Linked DNA regions of Mus musculus: region 2 is linked to region 1. A link is a contact called in public Hi-C data. All regions are on one chromosome and are shown on one strand. Each heading gives the region's core, a stretch centred on a gene start, on an enhancer-like site or on the middle of the called end of the contact. The rest is flanking DNA. Distances are from core to core; before and after follow the strand shown.

The links. A called contact is a pair of places that touch in the nucleus more often than the background predicts.
Region 2: a contact with region 1 is called in a Hi-C map of thyroid gland, with 2.1 times the contacts expected there. The contact joins two enhancer-like sites. A contact is called at or near these places in 2 of 484 Hi-C or Micro-C datasets (nephron progenitors and thyroid gland), 2 of 115 datasets of contacts at active chromatin or transcription factors (embryonic stem cells and stem cell-derived neural progenitor cells) and 1 of 9 other capture datasets (embryonic stem cells).

Annotation. Positions count from the first base shown.
Region 1 is chr16:22,571,098-22,574,209 of GRCm38.p6, forward strand. Dgkg (diacylglycerol kinase, gamma) reads right to left here. Exons shown (of 25, transcript NM_138650.2): 12 at 1,503-1,619; 13 at 574-666. Among named protein-coding and RNA genes, the nearest start is that of Gm41433, 12 kb to the right of the region's middle. Within about 2 kb of position 1,709, at least 33 of the 459 cell types and tissues checked have an H3K27ac peak or open chromatin away from gene starts, as enhancers often do. A contact at or near this core is called in thyroid gland, where this site is marked.
Region 2 is chr16:22,732,505-22,735,616 of GRCm38.p6, forward strand. No RefSeq gene overlaps it. Among named protein-coding and RNA genes, the nearest start is that of Gm30416, 58 kb to the right of the region's middle. Within about 2 kb of position 1,632, at least 40 of the 459 cell types and tissues checked have an H3K27ac peak or open chromatin away from gene starts, as enhancers often do. A contact at or near this core is called in thyroid gland, where this site is marked.

The sequences.
Region 1 (3,112 bases), core at 459-2,958:
TCGTGATAGGAAGTTTGTATGTTTCTAACTTAATGGCAACTGACAAATGGATTTCCAAAGTGGTGATTTTCCTATAGGATTTTAAATGAGAGGGGGGAAAAAAGTATCTATTCCAGTCAAGGGTGAGAAGGAAGGGTGGGCGGGGCTTGGCAACACTTTAAAGATGGAAGTGCTGTCTTCAGAGGCAGGAAAGGCTTCAGGTGGTGGTAGTACCGGGAGCTTCATTTGTTTCCAGATATGTCTGAGACCCTTGGGTGCAAGCCCTTGAGAGAATACAGGAGAAACCTGGCAAGGATGAGAGGCCAAGAAACCTGGCCAAGTGCAGGTGGCTGTTTGAGCTGGGCTCTGCCTCAAGGATGCTTAGAAGGGATGCTCTGAACACCTGGAAGCAGCGGTCGGAAACTGCTGTGTCAGAGCTTTCTAGTTCAGTCTGACCGGCATAGCACTAACTTCTTTTAATCACTCACCAAAGCAAACACCCTGGGAATTGGTGGGGTAAAGTGGTAAATGTTGTCCGTCTCTGACCCCTGAACCTGGAAAAGCCAGAGCCCTGGTGGGGGCAGGACCACTTACTCCGGAGACGGGGCATATGGAGGTAGGCAGCAAAATGTGGTCTTTGAGTTCCCCACCGTCGCACACTGTCGATAATTCACATTTGCGGTGAAACTGGAGAGAAAAATGAAGGTGAGGATGAGCAGAAGTGACCAAGGAGACACCGGGTAGGAAGGCGGTGTGTCGAGATTTTTCTGGGGAAGCGAGCTGTCCCGTGCCCCTGCGTCTCGGAGCACTGCTGCCTTTGGCTTTGGCAGGTTTGTTGAGTATGTGTGAACATGTAGCATGTCTCCCAGGGGCACAGAAATGACATCTAGAGCTGTGCTTCGAATGTGGCACCCTGAGTGGTTCTATATCCCTGTCTCTGGATCTCTGGGTTAGAAATTCTGAAGGACAGCTACCTCTGAGAAACCCGTGGGAGGCTGGAGGAAACCAACAACAGAACCCCTGCATCGCGAGAGGCGCTTTGTCTGGCTTGGAGGAGCCTCCCCTTTAGGGCTGATACCTAGCCAGGGGTACACAGCCTGGAATTGGCTTTGGGAGGAAGTTTGGGCAGTTCTGAGGCACCTGTCACGTTGAGAATGGTTGTGAACTCTGGCACGAGCTTGGCAGTAGCAAGACCAGGCCCCTGGGCAAGGGAGAGTGCTGCTGAGAGGAAAGTGCCTTTGGGCCAAAGTCTAACTCTAAGGTTAGAGGGGGCTTTCTAGGATTTAATCCCTCTCCAGTAATTGAACGGTAGGAAGGCAGCAGGTTGGCTAACTTCTTTCTCGGGCAACTTGAGGAGTCATTGGCGGCTGAGAGGCTCGAATGGGTCCGGGGGGGTTCTGGGCTAGCCTCAGCCCTTCACTCTGCACTGCACTTGCCTCCGGAGGGATGTTCACTACCCCAGGCTACAGCTCGAACAAAACCCACACTGAAAAGAAGTAGGGCCTCCCTGGGCACCGACCCACCGTCATCCGGCACCACACGCAGTGCCGCGCGGTGACACTCTGGTAGCACTTGATACTTTTGTGGCACCGGTCACACTTGACGGAGGAGTTCCCTTCCACCCACGCATGCTGCATCACCTGTGGGAGGGAAGGGAAGGATACCAGGGAAGGCAGTGGAATCACGCCCCTGGGCCCAGGGCTACAAAGAAGTGGGCGGCGCGAGGAGCCCAGAGGGCCCTGTTTCCTCAGTGTGGAAGCTTATTGGATGCAGAGCTCCACCTGCCTGATCACCGCTAAGCTAAGCAAAACAGGTTAGACCGGTGGTTCCATTTTGCCTGTCCCAGCTCTCACCCCAGCAGGCAAGCATCTAAGCTGCAGCTCAACTGCATCCCTGTCTCGTAGAACTCGCTGTCGAGACTTGTCCTCTTGTGGGCCCCTTTCCGGGAGGCAGTGTGGTGCAGTGGAAGCCGGAGGGCTCCGCGGGAGTCACCGACTTTGCACGTCACAGCATGCTAACTTTTGGCCAGTTTCTGGACCTGTCTGAGTCTCTGGCCCCTCCTCTTTAGACAACAGCATGAGGCACCTCTGGGATACACTGAACTGCACATCTGGGAGGCTTCTGTGGTGCACTTCCATGGTTAACTTACTTCCTTTCCCTTTGCCTCCTCAGTGGGCTGTTGCAATCACCTGAGGACTCTAGAAATCTTAGTGCCCATCCCGCACTCTGAATGAAGGAATGTCGCCCCGGGTGCTGAGCTACCTGGCTGGGAAATGTCACCAGGGCAGGGCGGGATAGTGGTGGTGGTGGTGGTGGTGGTGGTGTTTGTATGCATAATGCTAACAAAATCATGAACCTCTGAGCCATTGCCTGGGAGCCTCCACACTCAGATCTCTCCTCCTGGAATCCCATAGAACTCAAAATTTCCCACCAAGGTGTCCTGAAGCACCGCAGGAAGATGTGGGAAAGAGGGGGCATATCTCAAAATGCTCAAGTTCAAATGTTATATTAGAAACACATGAAATATTTACATGATATAATCCATATTTGCATTAAACAAGAATAAGTGCTTTAAATTTCTTAGCAGCCAAATTGTGTGGCACTATTCACCCAGAATAACTTTACTAATTTATTGCTCCAAAACACACATCACACTTGATTTGTAGCTTCTCAAATTCAGCCGCATCAGTGAGGTAGACAAAGAAGTCACTTTGTGAACTTGAATTCTACATGGTTACACAGACTATGCCACTGAGATTATTGTTTCCATTTTGCAGAGGGACAAGTAGAGGCTTCAGAGAAGTGAATGACTGGCTCCGGGTTCCAACTGTGAGTAGCCACCCAGGGACCTACAGCCCGGTCTATGGACTCAGGGTTGGTTGCCCCAACACTGCGTTGCTTTCTTCAGCCTGTCTGGGGTCTGAAGAAATGGTGAGAGACTTGGGTTGCCCCTGCAGGCTCACAGGGTTGTGGATGTGCTCTACCGGGCCCCTCAGCCATGTCACCCTGCTCTCTGTGTCAGATAACGAGAGAGGGCTGAGCATAGGAGGCCCACTGTGTGCCCTGGTGGAAGCCAGGCATGGGCATGGAGCATGTGTATGGGGAGTGAGGCATGCAGTGGTTATGGGGCATG
Region 2 (3,112 bases), core at 382-2,881, 160 kb after region 1:
GAAGATTTACTATATACTCTCCTTTGAAGTACATTTGTTTTATTACTTCTGTTTCTACACACACACACACACACACACACACACACACACACACACACACACACACAGAAAGAGAGAGACAGAATGAAAGTATTATGGTTGTGTCCCCAAATGCGCCTCCCCCAAACAAGAACAGTCTTTGCGTGGTTCTGGCGCAGTGTATAGCTGTAGATACACCCACTTTTTTCTAATTATCCCGATATCTTTTCTAGAAATACAGCCACAATGATCCCTTTATGTTCCTTTCCTTTCTGATCTTAGAGACAATGCATGGCACCCCTAGTCCATTTATCCCTTTTCTTTGAACCTTATATGTGTAGCAGCTCCCTGGTTTTCACTGGTTTTCAGAGATATGGGTGTTTGGGATGTGCACAGGTCAGTTGCTTCTCTGATGTTTCCTCTGAGGCCTCAGGTTCTGGACTTGGCAGGAACCACACTGAGGAGTAACTGTGTTCGTTCTGTACTCTATCGGATGCCAAAGGGGATCTTAGCTTCTATGGCACAGACACTATGGTTTCTAGGATGTTTCTTTGTAGAGTTAACTACTATTCCATTGATCATTACTAAGCGTCCTACAGAAATACCCCATGAGATCATATACTAGGTTTCTCATCAAATTTTCACCCATTTGTTCTAGAATCTACCCTTGAATAAACCCATCAATGAATACCAATGGCAGTTTTCAAATTTTGTTGGTTTTTTCTCTTCTATAAGATGGCCCAATGGAGAGCCTTTTCTTGTCTTCAGTTTATCTAGTTCTTTACATAGACATGACTCATGAGTTATTATCTTTAATAGCTTATAGCAAATTAGTACCATTATTTTCATGCCCAAATAGGCTCGTATTTGAGGACTAAGAATCCCAGGAATGATGGCTACAATATTTGAATTTAGAAAGAGGTTGATTTTCCATTCAAATATATCTGTAGATTCTACAGTATAGCAGGCAATGGTGAGCAATGTGGCCTTTGTTAGCTCAGTGTTCCCAGAGATGCTCCAACCTCCCACAGTTCCTCCCTCCTCCTTGTCCCACAGTAGGTTCCAAGCTAGAGGTGGGAGTGTCCCTAGAAATCCTCAGGTCCATGGTTTCTAGGCTGCTTGAGAGCTTTATGTCTACAAACGCTGGGTGAAATGATTTAATAGGGCAAATGCCTAGATGCCCTGAAAACTTGGGCTGAGGGTATGTGTTTAAAAGGCAGCCAGTTCTTCTGACTACCACCCCAGCATGATATTGTAAAAGCAGAGATACCCACTAGGCAGCTTCTTGGCCAGGTGACATCAGTTTCCCTGCTGTGTGGGGTTACCACTACCTAGTTCTTTGAAAGATCTGAAGGTTGGGCCCCATCTGGGCCCTGTGTGGAAAGTACATGATGTCTTCAGCATCCAGCCTTGCCTTCCACTTCTGGGTAGTGGTTGGAGGGGAACCAAGGGCAGTAGCAGTAGTTTGTAATGTTTCGAGAGTCTCTTGGACAAGCCTGACCAACAACTCAAAAAGAGGAATTCTTGGGGGTGGGGGTGGGGTTGTTAGATGGCCTTCAGCTCTTAGAGGGAGCCTTGTTAGCAATGAGCTCACTGGTGATTACAAACACGTCCACACTCTGCCTGCAACTCACAAGGCAATCAGTCACGCAGGACTGAAGAGGCTTGGGATGGTTTTAAAAGAAGCCCACAAATTCTTGAAATGCCTTCCTTCAATGCAGACTAATTTTTCTCCTCTTGAGTGTGGATTGTTCTGCGTGACTCACTGCTAATCAGTACGACGTAGTGGAAATGACGCGATATGACTTCCAAGGATGGGCTTTAGAAACATTTGTTATTCTGCCTTGCTCTCTCCGGTGGAGCATGGACTCTTCGGGAAGACTGCTGCCACCTCAGGGAGGGGCCCACTGATAAGGAACTGAGTATCTGAGCCTTGGAAGCAGACCCACCAGCCCAGTCAAGCTAATTGTCACAAACTCCCTCAGAAAAGACCTGAGCCCGAACCATGCATCCAAACCACCTCCGAATTCCTGACCCACAAACATTTCCAGATAATAGAAAGTGGTTACTTAAGCCACTAAGTTGTGTGGCATTTTGTTACACAGCAATAGATGGCTAATTGTTTCCATAGCAACCATAACAAAAGGTATTATGGGCTCAGCTTGAATGCTAGACTTGATAGAGCCTGCTTCCTCATGGGGTGCGAACCCATTTGACCCCCCTGTCACTCACTGCTGCTGCTCTCATTTAGCTGACTACGGTTTCCCTTAACCTCCCTCTGGTCCCAGGTGTGCCTTGGGCTGCGACAAAGCAGCTGCGTGATTTCCTTGCTGTTGTCCGCTGAGCGAGCCCACAGGTGAGAAGGGAGCTGTGCATTCTGAGGGGCCCTGGGAAAGACAGCCTGGTTACAGGGAAAAATCGCCAATGTTTTCCATATCCTCTACACTTAGCAGCACAGATCTGGAGATGCGTGTGTGTTAGCGCAGATGCTGTGTCTGTGTCACGAGCTGTGTGGCACGTAAGATTGCTGCCATTTTAGACAACAATTTCCAGTCACTATATGTGCATGCCAGAGATCCCCACAGCTGCCTTTTGGCAGTCAGTCATCTGCCTTTAAGGTCAAGAGTATTCAAGGAGATGCTTAACTTACATTTGCCTGTTACACACACACACACACACACACACACACACACACACACACACACACACACACAAGGATCCACCCAGGATCAGTCGAATGGAAGAGATGCATAAAGCAAGGTATGACAGAGGAGCACAGGGCTTCCATGCATTTGCTGGGTACCCACTCTCCCCACACCTCCAACATATTCAGCTGCCTAGCTGCTCTTTAACCTGTCCTCTTGGGTTTGGATAGCGGCCTTACATCTTAGGTGTGGTTGGATACATCACTGGACCTTAGTGAGCCTGGGCTTTGCTCCTCCCCTATCTTCTGGAAACCCGAAGTGGAGGCTCCAATCCTCTGATCACAGGGTTGGTCCTTCTGACTCCCGAGCCTATCCTGAGGTAACCTAGGAGCCCTGGCCACCAGGCCTCTGGCTGCAACTGAAAGCCACTTAACAGTTGGAGAGTCGAG